2 separate regions of the Mus musculus genome follow, and region 2 is linked to region 1. Evidence: chromatin contacts called from public ChIA-PET data. All regions are on one chromosome and are shown on one strand. The core of a region is the stretch at or near the end of the contact, and the rest is flanking DNA. Distances in the headings are between cores, read along the strand shown. Region 1 holds the start of Mtif3 (mitochondrial translational initiation factor 3). Region 2 overlaps Lnx2 (ligand of numb-protein X 2).

Region 1 (7,579 bases), core at 738-3,237:
ATTTGGACCAGCTAGCCCAATCAACCCTTTCCTCTCCAAGTAGTCTGCTTTTTTGCTATGGTAGTTCTCGAAGCAATAGAAAGCAAACTGGGCACACATATTACTATGTACCTACACACATACATACCATTAGCTTCACAGCCTGTGTGTAAAAGAACCACAAGTAAGGGTTTTACAAATGTAAAATTCTGAAGACTTCTGTAACACTAATCTACTTATTTCTCTAGTTTTGGTCAAACCAAAATCTCCAAGGTTCTCACTGTCTCAAACGGCAATGAGTGCCAAGTACAGCTCACACATGTTTTGATAATTCAAGGCCCCAGCAGAATATCAACTGCAACGTTTTATGGTTCCCACCGTCTTCTGCTCTTAAAACTTTTAATACAGGCAGGCAGTGGTGGCGCACACCTTTAATCCCAGCACTCGGGAGGCAGAGGCAGGTGGATTTCTGAGTTCAAGGGCAGTTTGGTCTACAGAGTTCCAGGACAGGAGGGCTACACAGAGAAACCCTGACTCGAAAAAAAACAAAAACAAAAAACAAACAAACAAAAAAACCTTTCAATACTTTTCTGCTAACATTCTTCAGTATGAACCCAATTAGAGTATCTCTAAGCTGTAATGTATTACAATGTTTTATTTTTAAAATTGCTACTTGAGTTCCAAACTTGAGTTTCCTAATACAATATCAACAACAACAGTAATAATAAATAATAAATTATGGCTTGTGATTAGTACGGGAGTTCCAATAATTTCTAAAGTGAGCCTAAACACACTAACACTATTCATCAGTGCAGCCTTCACAACACTAAAAATTATGAAACTGTATCAGTTAACTCGGAAACGTGTTGACTATGCTCACAGCCTACACTATCTAATACTAAGCAAAGATTCAGGGCCAGCCAGATGGCTCAGTGGGTAAGGGTGCTTGTGTGTCTGTCTGCCTGTCTGTCTGATGTGTCTGGGCACCCATGCCATGGTGCCAGTGTGGAGGTCAAAGGACAACCTTGTGGACTGAGTTTTCTCCTTCCACCTTTAGGTTCCAGACACTGAACTCTGCCTTGCCTACTGAGCAGCTCTTCAACCTAATGATACTGATTTCTTTTTTCTTTCCTTCTCTCTGAGACAGGATCTCACTATGGAGACCAGGCTGGCCTCCAATTCACAGATCAGCCTGCCTCTGCCTCTGCCTCCGAGGGATAAGGCTTTATTCCTGACGGGATATGGCCTGACGGGAGCTTATTTCTACCACTTATTTCTTTACTTTTTTTCTGAATCGTTACACTTCATAATCACAAGCTCACATTGACATATTGAGGGCTTATATTCACTCCCGAAGGAAAGGATGGGTTCTAGTAGAATCCATATTTTGCGAAAATGACGTTGGCTTCATCCTATGACTGAATTCTCTCACCTTCAATTCCGGAAGGAATTTCAAAAGTCCTGACACGGCGAGCGGTGCACGCCTTTAATCCCAGCACTTCGGAGGTAGAGGCAGGAGGATTTCTATAGGTTTGAGGTCAGACTGGTCTACCGAGTGCGTTTCAGGACAGCCAGAGATAAATAGTGAGACCCTGTTGCAAAAACATCAAAAATTAAAGGAAAAAAAAATCCCAAAACGCTCACAAGGGGTCCGCAGCAGACACGCCCACCAGGACGCCATGCCACCAGGATGCCAGTTGTCCTACGCCCCCACCTTGCCCCCCAAATCCGTGGAAGGAGCGTGCGCGCGCACACAAACAGCGAAACTGGCTAGGCTGGCGAGCAAGTGATTATTGGCAGCTCGGCAACTGGTCTCGACTCCGAAGGCTGGTGCTGCCGCCACCCCACGTCCACGGAGGGCTCTCTGCACAGAATGTTCCCAGGACATGCATTCCCACCTCAGCCCCGTCGCCAAGCCCTCACCTCAGCGTTACCTGGGCCGGGGTAGGCGAGCAGGAAGAACTAGCAGGTCCGTACCTGGACTCCGCCGGAGCACCGCGTCGGCTTCCGTAGCAGGCGGAACTTCCTGAGTCCCTTAAAGGGAGGGTGCAGCTGCGGCCTGCGGATTCCACTAATGGAATAAAGCCCTCCGACAAAAAAAAAAAAAAAAAAAAAAAAAAAAAAAAGAATCGTGCAGCAGGCCTGAGTGAAACTGAGAGATTTGCTACTAACCTGCTGCTCCAAAGGCCAAGTGAACGCTAAAATATAGAGTCCCTGGAACAGTCACTGCATCGCTTCCGCCAGTTACATTAATAATGTTGAATAATGCCTTCTACAGTGCTAGACAACTGCAGGGCGGTGTTAAACTATTGCCACCTGCGGATCTGGTTTAGTGGAAGCTCTAGCTGGGTAGCAGGGTGCAACCCTCGCTCTCAAGATTGCTCTCTTCTGAGAAAAAGAGATGGATTCAGGTTCGATTACTGTCAGAACTGGGAGAAATCATAACAGACCACCCACATGTGGGATGATTGACCGCATTGGCCAGAGTCAGGCAAGAGGATGGTCAGAAACTTCGAGCCCCTGGGTGTTGCACTTTCAGGCTATTGGGGCCCTGCACCCTTGTTACCAAGCTGTTGACTGTCCCCTACTTTGGCGTTAAGTCCCTGCTTTTCCCCATTCTTCAACAGGGAACTCCTTAGAGAAGCCGCTGAATGTCCCTCATTTACAGACTACGTGTCTATAACATATAATTTATACATCTTGTCTTGTTTAATCCTCACCAAATAACTCAATCAGGGTAATATCTGATTGCAACTATTACTGGTACATCAAAATACCATCCTTTTATTGCAGGTGAGGAACCTGGGTCATCCTTAAATAGCTTTAGAGCCGCATCCAAGTCTCCCTTTCTTCATCAGATCACAGCCTCTGGCCCATGAGCCTTGTATCTGTGACAGGCAAAAGCTGAAGCAATTCTTTATGATCCAAAGGCCAGGGCTGGGCTCTGCATGTCAGCCATTCCTAAGTGAAATGAAGAATTACAGATACTTTTTATTCTGCCAGCATTAGTCCTCCATGGGACGATAGAAGCATAGTTGTGCAAATAAAGTGTGGAGACCACCTCTTGGATAGACAGGTCCATAACAGTTGTAAGTGCTCACATTTGTGATAAAGTTTCCATAAGCACCACAGTTCTAAACACTTAGCCTGTATTGAGTTAGTTTAATCCTCAAGACACCCTCATGATACACTGCCATCACTACCCATTTTTAAAAAGATTTATTTATTCATTATATATAAGTACACTTCAGACACCCCAAAAGAGGGCATCAGATCTCATTACGGATGGTTGTGAACCATCATGTGGTTGCTGGGATTTGAACTCAGGACCTTCGGAAGAACAGTGCTCTTAACCGCTGAGCCATCATCTCTCCAGCCCCATCATTGCCCATTTTATAGATGAGGAGACTGAACATGGAGAAGATACATGACTCGTCCCATCATTACACCCTGATCAGAATCAAGAATGTAAAAAGAAGTCTGGAGGGATAGCTCAGTGGAGGGATGATAGCTCAGTGGAGGGATGATAGCTCAGTGGAGGGATGATAGTTCAGTGGTTAAGAGGGTGTTGCTCTTTCAGAGAGGCTGGATCCTGTTCCCAGCATGCAGAACTGCCTGTAACTCCAGTTCCAAGAACCCCAGTGGCCTCTTACTACCTAAAAGGTGCTTGCACGCACATGGTGTACACACAGAGATATGGGCACACGTATACATACATAAACATAAATAAAAATGATTTTAAGAAGATTTTTAAAGAGAATGAAGGGGACTGGGGAAATAATTCAGTGACAATGACCAAGAACTCTTATAAGCTACAAGGTTTCATTGGGGCTGCCTTACAGGTTCAGAGGTTCAGTCCGTTATCATCATGGCAGGAAGCACGGCAGCCTGCAGGCAAGCATGGCCCTGGAGAAGGAGCTGAGGGTTCTACATCTTGATCTGAAGGCAAACAGGAGACGACAAGCTTCCTGGCCACTAGGACCAGGGTCTTAAAGTCCACACCTACATTGACATACTTCATCCAACAAGGCCACACTTCCAAATAGTGCCACTCCCTGGGCCAAGCATATTCAACCCACCACCCAGACTGTTTGTTTTATGTATTTCTTATGTAAGTGTAGGGCCTAGTACCTGCTAGCACTGAGTTAAATCCCCAACCCCAGAGCAAGAATACTTACTTAGCATGAGCAAGGCCCAGCTTCTACCCTCAGTACTGAAAAATAAGAGGGGGGGGGGGGAGAAAGAGAAAAAGGAAACCTGACCCAGTCTGGTGTTACAACCCTCTACTTGGTTAATGTCCTTCCGCCAAAGCAGTGACTGAGGAAGAGACGCTGCCCCTGAAAACGTGCAGTAAGCTGGATGAAAGGAATGTGTTACACCTAATAGACACCAACGATGCACTTAACAGATGAACAAAGGATTTAGCCTTTGATAAGGTTGTGGTTCAAGAAATTTAATCAGACAGACATTCTTGGCAACTGCAGCTTCCTGCCCAGCATCTTGTTTTAGCCTTGTTTTTTCACATCCTGAACTCTGCTCTAGCCACGGTGAAATGGGAGATGGCCTATTTTAAGCAACCATTAGGAACGTTGGGTTCAGCTTGGCTATGACAGGATTCAGAGACTCTTGAATAAAGACAGTAGGTAAAACAAGCAACCTGCCCCCAAGACTGCCTTGCTGCATTCATCCTCCTATTTGCCAAGGCACAGTTTCTGCTTGTCGGTCATAAAAGGACAGATATTAAGATTTCCTGGTCCCATTGCTGCCTCTGTTACGTTTGTCTCTTGTGCTCCCATAAAAAGCCCTGTCAGAATGTAATGTTTAATTAAGTCAGCAGATCTGTAAGTCCATGGTATTTTCTCCAAAATTCACTTCTACTAAGAAGGTCTCCATGGAAACAATCTTTCAGAAATTCTCTCTCAAATTAATTTCAGAACAAGTGGTCCTCACACATCTAAGAGGGAGATGCTGAAGTCCACAGTGAGCCTGCCAGTGAGTCCAACCTCCCAAAGGAGCAGCGAGGTCAGTCAGGGCATCCAGGACACCACAAAGGGTACCTTAGGACGAGCTGTTGAAGAACGAGCAGGCACAGGCCTCCGTATAAACCCCCTCCTGTGTGGCAACTGGGGACAGCAACAGTTTTCAAAGCAAACCACATACTAGTAAAAATTTTGGCTTATTTTGAAATTGTATGGATGCTGCTGAGTCTGCATGGGAGCATGGCAGCCACTGTCAATATAGAGGGCCAGCTGAGAAGACACACATTCGAGTTCTGCTTATTGATATGGCAGAGGGGACATAGGAAACAAGATGTCGGGGTTGAGGGTGGGGCACGATGGCAGAGTGTTAGAAAAAGCATTTTAATCTTCCTGAAGCCAGCCAGCCCTGGTCCATGAGTCTACTTCCACGGATTCATGCATCTAGTATCATAAACTATTATGGCAAGTCTTCATGTAGACGCTCGGCCATTTACTCTCAGATGGGAGCATGGGTCATCCACTCCAAACACGTGCACGCCTGTGCACTGAGTAAACAAAACAAGGATTAGCCGAGCTTGCGAGATTTAGAGGACTTGAGACTCAGCCTTTGCATGACTTAAGTTTATTCCTGGCTACTTAGTCAGGTTCCCCAGTAGACCTTGAGAACATCTGGTGGTCACATCTGCGTGGCAGCCCTGCAACGTGCCCTCAGACTATAATTAGATCCCGAGCAATTTCTTCATTGTGTATAAGGTACCGCACGGTGCCACACTCCAGATCAAATATTTCCCATGTCAAAAACTGATGACACCAATTTTTTTATTTTTATTTTTATTTTTTTTAAAGATTTTATTCATTTATTTTATGTATGTGAGTATACTGTCCCTCTCTTCAGACACACCTGAAGAGGGCATCAGATCCCATTACAGATGGTTGTGAGCCACCATGTGGTTGCTGGGATTTGAACTCAGGACCTCTGGAAGAGCAGTCAGTGCTCTTAACCACTGAGCCATCTCTCCAGCTCGACACCAATTTGGGGGGTGGTATTCGAGATAGGGTTTCTCTGTGTAGCCCTGGCTGTCCTGGAACTCACTTTGTAGACCAGGCTAGCCTCAAACTCAGAAATCTGCCTGCCTCTGCCTCCTGAGTGCTGGGATTAAAGGCATGCTCCACCACGCCCGGCCCGACACCAATTTTTAAAACCCATCAGTAACTGTAACCGAGCATAGTAAGTGTGTCTGAGTCATGTGTCATGTGTCATGACAAGTTTCCCAAAAGCTTTCATGGGTGTGAAATGCAATATTTACAAACAGAGATGCGTTTCCCTTCCACATAGTCTTTTTGCTCAACTGAATGAAGCAGGAAATGGGTTGAAAAGGCAAGATAATTGGGTTTTGGAGTGATTTTGCTAACTTCTGTCACTGATGTGTGTTGTGTGTGTGTGCACAAATGTGTGGGACCCGAGGACCATAGGTCAACATTGGGCGTTGTTCCTCAAGCATCGTCTTTTGATACATTTTGACACAGTCTTTCATTGATTTGGACATCTTCCATTAGGCTGGGCTGGCTGGGCAGGACCTCCAAGAATCCTCCTGCCTCTGGCCCCTCAGCTCTGGGATTGCAAGTGTGTGCCACCACACCCAGCTTTTTACGTGGGTGCTGGGAATCAAACTCAGGTCCTCCTGCTTGCCTAGCCAGCACTTTATCAGTTGAACTATATCCTCAGACCTAACTCCCTTCATGGTTGAAACCGTTAAAGCAAGTATCTCTCACTGCTTACATATCACGTCCGACGGAACAATAAAGATGGCGAAAACTTACAGGACACTCTGTGCTCTCTACCATGGAGGTCACAGCAAAACACGACCAAGATATCACGCGATGTTCACATTTCACTTATAACACAACACCGCTTGCAAACGCTACAGGAGACTGTTTGCTTGCTGCTTAAGGAAGCTCTGCCAGTAATATGTCCGTGATGGAGTATTGGGGCTGTCACCCTCCTTGAGGCAAGTAGAATTAGAGGCCAATTACTCTTCTTTTACAAGTCCCTGGAGTGTGGAGTTTTATATGTGTGCTGTACAGAGAAGACAGTCCGCTGTCCATTTGGGGTCATTGTTTAACACTCTCCCCCCTCCAGAAAAAAAACCCTGCTAAGTTCCCCAGGCAAAGAGTTTTAAAGGCTGCTTTGTTGGCAGCCCTATGCATCCGTGGCCCTGCCAACATGGAAGTGAAAACTGTGTTTTTCTTCTTTCTTTCTTCTTCCTTTTTTTTCCCCTTTGCAACAGTAAATCTACCAATTTTACAGTCAGCTGAACAGCAATAGGTTGATTTGTGTAAAGTCTGCGCTCACAAAGGAAACCTGGATTTCAGCAGCTTGAATGCCCGAGTTGGCCGAGCGATCCTTGACGGGTAGACACCCTTACAGCTTGCATCTAGAAGGATGCAAGCCGGCCACTGTCACCTGCTTCTCAGCCCAGGTGCTGACCCCTCGGGCGACGAGGGGCCTCCAAGCAGGGTGGCAGCGAGGCTGGGTCTTTGTGTGACACTGAGAAGCCTTTTCCAAATCAGGAGCCAGCTTTCTCCAGCAGCCTCAGGAGGCAGAGAAAGGAGAGGTGAAG
Region 2 (6,698 bases), core at 2,268-4,767, 88 kb after region 1:
CTGAGGTGATAGACAGGTATTAAATGCTGCTTTATAAGACACTCAAAGGTGAGGGTTCAATTTTTAATCAAATAATCGCCTACTTTCTTTTAGCAGATGAAAGCTTTCAAATGCTTAACTCCTAGAAGAAATCCTTTAAAAATTATCTTCAGATAGCTGACAAATTATTTAAGGCCTGTCTCGATGTCTACTTCCTATAATTTTTACTCAAAATTGCACAAGGCAGGAAAGGTCATCAAAAAAGTAATGATTTGAGTTAGGGCCCTAGGTTCAAAAACTCAGCTCTGCAAACCTCCGCCGGCCCTGTGAGGCAGAGATGGTGTCATGGTGTCATGGTGTCGTGACATGAGATAACTGTGGAGTACTGTGTCACTGGTGTAGAGCCCCTCAGGGCTAAGGTAGCACTGATGGGAGAAGGTGACAGAGAGCTGGGCAGTTGTGCTGTCCCACCAGATGGGTGACCAGGAGGTTCACACAGGACTCCTAGCTTTGCGCCATGAGGCCTGGCCAGCCCCATCCTACGACACCTGTAAAGTAGCTGCCTATCTAGGTGGAAGTAACCTGCCAGGATGGGCTCAGGGGGGCAGTCTCAGTTTAATCAGTTAGGTTAAGCCTTCATTACCCTCACTACAGACAAGATGCCAACTTAAACACCGCAGCTCTCAAACTGACTCAGTGACAATTGAAACAACAGACTCAGTTTGCTCCCATTATAGCTTACTGTAGATGAGACTCATCTGATCAAACGGCTTTGGGCCAGACTTCAAAGGCATCACCTTGATTCCCCACAACAGCCATGGGGCTCGGGTCAGGGACCCCGCAGGCCTAGTGCTTCCTCTGAATGACCTGTGTTTGGGCCTTTGGATGAGTAAAGGGAGCAGCCAGCGTCTACAGTGTTGTCACAGTTCAGCATCCATGCAGACACGCCACAGACACAACATCCCTTTAAAATACACATGACTAATGCTCCATGACTGGAAATAGACCGTTTGCTGTCAGACCAGAAACACAAAGAGGCTGGATGCAACCAATTACATTAATTTCCCAATTTTCAGAACCCGTTCAAGCCTCCAGGTTTTATGTTGTTAGTTCACAAATGACTACGCCAATTTACTGTTTTTTTGACAGCTCTGCTAGGTAACTTTCATAAACAAAATATATTCAAAGCAAAATATTTGTCTCGACTCCAGTCTCTTTCGTTCCCCTCTCTTCCTCCCACTCGTTCAGGACTTATGAAGTCTGTCCTGGTGGTGCGCACCAACAGTGCCGGCACTGGATGGCTCAGGGGAAGGACTATAAGTTCAAGGCCAATTTGAGCCCGGAAAAGACAGACCTGCTCAAACCACCTCTTCCCCAACAAACCAGCGCAGACTCTCGTGGGCCTTCTGGCTCACTAGTGATAAAGGTTTAAAAAAACAAAAAGCTCTGTCGGGCTGTGTCTGTGTTGTTTACATTGGGTGGGTGGGGTACTGGTGCCCATAAATAACACGCGTGTGGCCTCACTTTCTCAGTGCTGGTGCACGCTCAGTGATTCATGACGCAATACGCCTATGTTCTAACCACGGAACCGTATCTCAGCTTTGTATTTTAAATGCTGTAAACTCAAGCCATACAGATCACACAAAAGCAAGGGGAACGGAGGCCTAAAGGGCAGCTAGCTTTGGATAGGGTAGTCAGGAGGGAACTGGGTTAACATTTTTTTTTTTTTGACTTGAAACAAACAAACAAAAGGCCAAGCACCTAGGCATCGGCCTGGGATTACTTTATGTGTGGGGGTGTTTCCCCCACACACGTGTCTGTGCACTGCGTGTAATTGCTGTGTTGGCTCAGGCCAGAAGACGGTATTGGATTCCTTGGAACTGGAGTTACAAATGGCTAAGAGCTGCCCTGGGAGTGCTGGAATGAACACGGGTCCTCTGCAAAGGCAGCCGGTGCTTTGACCCGACTTTCCAGCCCCCAGAAAAAAATACTTTTCAAAGGTAAAATTTACAGATATCAACACAAAGGTAACAGGGATTGAAACATTTCGGAACAAACAAACAAACCATACATTGCTCACAGGAATCAAAATTGTGCTTACTATCTAGAGTAATGGCTCTCAACTTTCTCGATGCTAGGACCCTTTAATATAGTTCTCATGTGGTGGTGGCCCTCAACCATAAATTTTCAATTTTGCTACTGCTATGAACAGTAATGCAAATATCCCAAAGGAGTTGCAAGCCACAGGTTGGGAACCACTGATCAAGAGGGTAGTTTGTATAATATAAATTCTTTTTACTCTGGCCTGGTTATTTTAGGTGTTTTTTGGTTGGTTGGTTGTACTTTTGCCTGTTTTGTTTTTAGTTTGTTCACAGGAAGTAACTGGTCAGCGCTCACGAAAGAGTAGTAGGTAACTCAAGAAACAAAACATTATGGTCTAAGAATGCTAGCAGAACTGAGGAGAAAACGCAGGGGATGGGGATGGGGGTGGGGGGGATGTAGCTGTTCAGCTTCTGTCCACACTATGGCAATCACAACCCCCAAGCTAACCACTGTGATAGCTGGTGGGGAACCCCTTGGGTAGAATGGGACTCTTACATGCAGGGGAGGGTAACCCTTAAGGAAGAATACTTTCATTTTCGAAGTTACTGAGACATGAACTTTCTTCATGTGAAGAAATTGAAGAGAGTTAGCCAGGGGATAGGATATTAAACAGGAGGCCCTAAGAGTATCCAGAGATATATGTAATAAAGCTTTATATGAGGGGGAGTCCGTGCTGTGGAGGGGATGAGGACGGCAAAGGGATTAGAGGTCGGCACCTCTCATACTCTCATTTCCTCCCAGAGTGCGTGATTTCTGCCTACCCCAAATGGTGCAGTTTCTCACAGAACTGCCTCTGCCCTGGCTGCTCTCCTGCGTCTCCCTCTTGAACTTTATACTTCAGGAGCTGTCGCTTTCCCCATCGAAACTCTGTGTCAAGGTCACCAGTGAATTCCACGTTGCTAAATCCACTGCTTAATTCCCAGTCCTAATCTTATTTGACTGGCCTTGTCTGCAAGACTCGACACAACTGACTATGTCCTCCTGCATGAAACCCTTGCGCCTGGTCTCTCCGAGTCGCATGCTCCTCATTTCTCTCCAGTCGCTCTTCCTGGCTTTCTCTTTACCTCTAAGGACTTCTCACTGGGAAGCATCCCAACGGGGGACAAAGCTTATTTATCTACTCTCCTGCCGGGGACTTTTCCAGTCTAATGCTCATTCACGCAGTTTGTACACCCGGCCCCTGAATTCCAGTCAGATTCACTCGTTGGTGAGCTGTCTAGCCAGCGAGCGTCAGCGTCCCAGGTCTAAACCTGAGCACCACCCTTAAACCTGCTCTTTCAAGTCTCTGTCACTCAATTTCTACCTTTCCAGTTGCGTAGGGCAAGAATCCTGGAGTCACCTCGACTTTTCTGCCATCGGCAGATCCCATCCTCCTCAGCAGCAAATGGTGCTGAAATTGCCTTACGTGTATTTGAAATTGAGTCACTTCTCGTCGTTGCAGCTCTGTCCAGCGCGGCTCCCTAGCCTCATCGCTGCTTGGATGGCTGCTTCAGGAGGCCTCTCTCGGTTTCTACCTTTACCCTTCACTTTGTTTTTGACACAGACAGATCTGTTAGAAGTAAAAGCCGACAGTGTCGATCCCTTCAAGGCCGTGTGGAGGACTTTCTGCTTCCTGTTTTTATTGCATATGGGAAAGATCTGTTTTTCCAACAAAGAGGGCAGGGGAGGCGAGCAGCATAAAGACCCTGAGCGCCTGCCCACAGAGGAAAAGAAACAAAGGAAAATGAGGACACCGGTTGTGAAAACTACTCCTCTGACAACGGCATTAAAATCCCTTAGCCTCCCTGTGACACAGCAGACACTCACTAGCTTAGCTTACTGTGCGGGAATCTGGGGCGTCCCCTTGAGTGCCGTGTGTGGATGCATGCTGGCTGGTTTAAGTCTCCTGGGGTGCACTCTGCCTTATGCAATAGTGAAGATCATATTCCATGCAGAGGCATGATGGGACATGTGATACATGAAGAAGCTTGACCAGGGGGAACACAGCTCCACCTCTACCTGTGCGACCACCAGGGGACTAGGTCCCTACCCTCCTGGGGAAGCTCTCAAAGGAGTGGATTCCGGGAGATAACAGTTACTGACTGTTCACTGTGTGACAGGCCTGATGAGACGAGATGGGGTTACAGGTTTAACCCACATGATGACACCAAGTTGGGATCACTGTCGCCTTCTTCCTTACTGATCAGATGAAGAAACTGTAAGAAACACTAGGCAGTTTGCAAAGACCCCAAAGCTGTAGCTGATGAAAATGGGACTCAAATCAGGGAGTCTGATTTCAGTGATTGCGAGACACACACACACACACACACACACACACACACACACACACACACACACTAATCAAACAATACTCAGAGATTGCACATGGTATGCTTTATACACACATATGTACTACTTGTATATACATATATAAGTATATATTTTGCATAAATAACTGGATGGCAGACCCACAGGCAAATTATTTCTTTTATACTGTTAGCACCTGGGTGACAGGCTTTCAGAAGAAACCACATACTCCTATTTGTACAAAGGCCACAATGCCAGAAGGACATTGAGGTTGCTTATTTAAATAATATGTGTGTGCATGCTTTGCCTGCATGTATCTCTGCGTCCCATTAGTAGGCCAGAAAAGAGCATTGCACACTGAAGTTACAAATGGCTTCCTGACACCATGTGGATGCTGGGAATTAAATCTGGGTCCTCTGTCAAGAGGAGACAGTGCTCTTAACCGTTGAGCTATCTCTGGCCCCTTTGACAACCACAAAATTCAACAGCGGTTTCTGCAGTCAGACAGCAAAACCAATCTGAATGAGCATAAAGCTGGGTAGCAGCTCAAATCGGATCGGTTTCTCCAAAATCTTCTTAAAAACATTCCCTTGTACTTGCCTCGAGGCACAAAGTTTTTGAGCTACAATAGGGACTGAAAAGAAAGGTTTTAACCGGGCTTAGGGCTTTCTCCCTAGGCTTTGCCCACAGAGACCTAAAGCAAGACTGTGTTTCCTCATTTAAAACAAACCCATCATCTACGGCCACTCAGCATCTAGATTCTCGCCTGGTCTTTTCAGGTTAGTGGCCCCAGGTTATACACATAAATGGCTACAAACCAGGACCTTGATCTCTCCTAGCACTCTCAAAGCAATCTGAATTTGTGTTTCTAACAAACATTCAATTATATAACGGTCAACTGGCAATGTGTATTTACAAACAGTGATAAAAGAAAAACTAGAAGCCATAAAGTCATCAAATAGAAGTAGGCAGTCCTTGTTTTGGGTGTTCTCTGCTTCCTGGTTGGTTGTGACATGAATAGTCTCAGCCACACTCTGGGCCTGCCATAATCTAAACTGCTCTGTCCCCTGACCGTGAAAAATGAAGGGTCGCCTATCATAAGCCAACATAGTTCCTGTCGTAAGCTGTTTCTGTCCGAAGCCTCAGAACTAGGTGGCAGCGGGTCTGGAAGAGCACCCACCTGCCATAAGGGCCTGAAAGATGAGACGCTGCAGAGCCAAAAATCAGACCAGTGGTACTTGTGGTCTGGGTCAGAGAAGCTACAATGGGTGGCTGCGACTGCAGAGACAGCTAACTGATCAGAATGAACCCACGGACTGGACAGAGCATGGTTCTAAACAGGACTTCCACCCAAACCTCCATGCCTCAGGGACACTACAGGAAGCTGTAAGAGCCGAGGAAGGGCTGAGTGGTGTGGAACACTGTATCCGGGCATGCTAGGAGTGCCGTCCTCTTGAACCCACAGCAGTGTGATGATTATCTGACAAGCCCTACACACTTGGGTCCCTCGATATTTCAGGATGGAGGGAAAGGGGGCTCACAGGTTCCTACCCTCCTCTTTGAGGACATACGGGCAGTCAGTGGTTAATGGGAGCCAGTCAGACATTTTCAGGGCCTCAGATATCAGAGTGGGCTCAAGCCCCTGTAAGTATCCCAGCGTGGGCTTAGGGACGCAGCCTGCAGGAAGCCCATTGGTCACGAACAAGCAGAAGACATGCAAGTAGGAGGAAAACTGACAGGGAAGGGGACCAATCGGTGTGGGTGTGGATGGGGTGACAAGCTAAGGGGCTCGAAGAGCATCAAAATATGTTAAATATACACATAAAACATCATAACAAAACCAATTATTATATAATTAACATAAGCCAATAAAATTAAAACAATGAAAATTATTTTAATAGAAAAATTTCCATAAATATAGGGAGAATGTGAGCATTTAACACCTTTTTTTTTTTTTCAAAGCAGAGTGCTATAATTTGGACTTCAAACCCAAGAAACACCTCCTATCCAAACATTTAAACTTTCATGCATTTGGTTAAATAGAGAAAATGCCATCTGAAGACTACTACAGAAATCCTGGCAATCTTTTGGGTACTGTTTCCATGGAAACGTCAGGAAGAAGAACACATAGCATGGAATATGTTCTTAAAACCACTTTATCTTGTTTCTTCCTATCAGTTAACTAGCACGGTACATGGCAGGTACAGAGATTAAGCCACCAGAACACTCACAGCTCATTCAACAAATATTTGTTGATTATATGCTGCAGGCTGGGCACCAAGCTTAAGAGATAGGGTTACTTTGGCTAAACAAATAGTCCCTGCCCTCAC

The links. ChIA-PET counts read pairs in DNA pulled down with a chosen protein or histone mark.
Region 2: an RNA polymerase II ChIA-PET map of memory CD8 T cells shows a contact between it and region 1, with 92 read pairs. The contact joins the enhancer-like site here to the promoter of Mtif3 in region 1. A contact is called at or near these places in 6 of 39 promoter capture datasets (the C10 cell line, HPC-7-derived erythroid cells, epiblast stem cells and 3 more), 5 of 484 Hi-C or Micro-C datasets (CD4 T cells, CD8 T cells, Th1 cells and 2 more), 10 of 115 datasets of contacts at active chromatin or transcription factors (the 230-238 cell line, effector CD8 T cells, embryonic stem cells and 5 more) and 3 of 9 other capture datasets (adipose tissue, liver and pancreatic islet).

What each region holds. Positions count from the first base shown.
Region 1 is chr5:146,961,810-146,969,388 of GRCm38.p6, forward strand. Mtif3 (mitochondrial translational initiation factor 3) reads right to left here and starts at 1,988. Exons shown (of 4, transcript NM_001256102.1): 1 at 1,914-1,988.
Region 2 is chr5:147,048,449-147,055,146 of GRCm38.p6, forward strand. All of the region lies in intron 1 of Lnx2 (ligand of numb-protein X 2), which reads right to left. Among named protein-coding and RNA genes, the nearest start is that of Lnx2, 25 kb to the right of the region's middle. Within about 2 kb of position 3,518, at least 80 of the 459 cell types and tissues checked have an H3K27ac peak or open chromatin away from gene starts, as enhancers often do. A contact at or near this core is called in the 230-238 cell line, CD8 T cells, Th1 cells and 7 more, where this site is marked.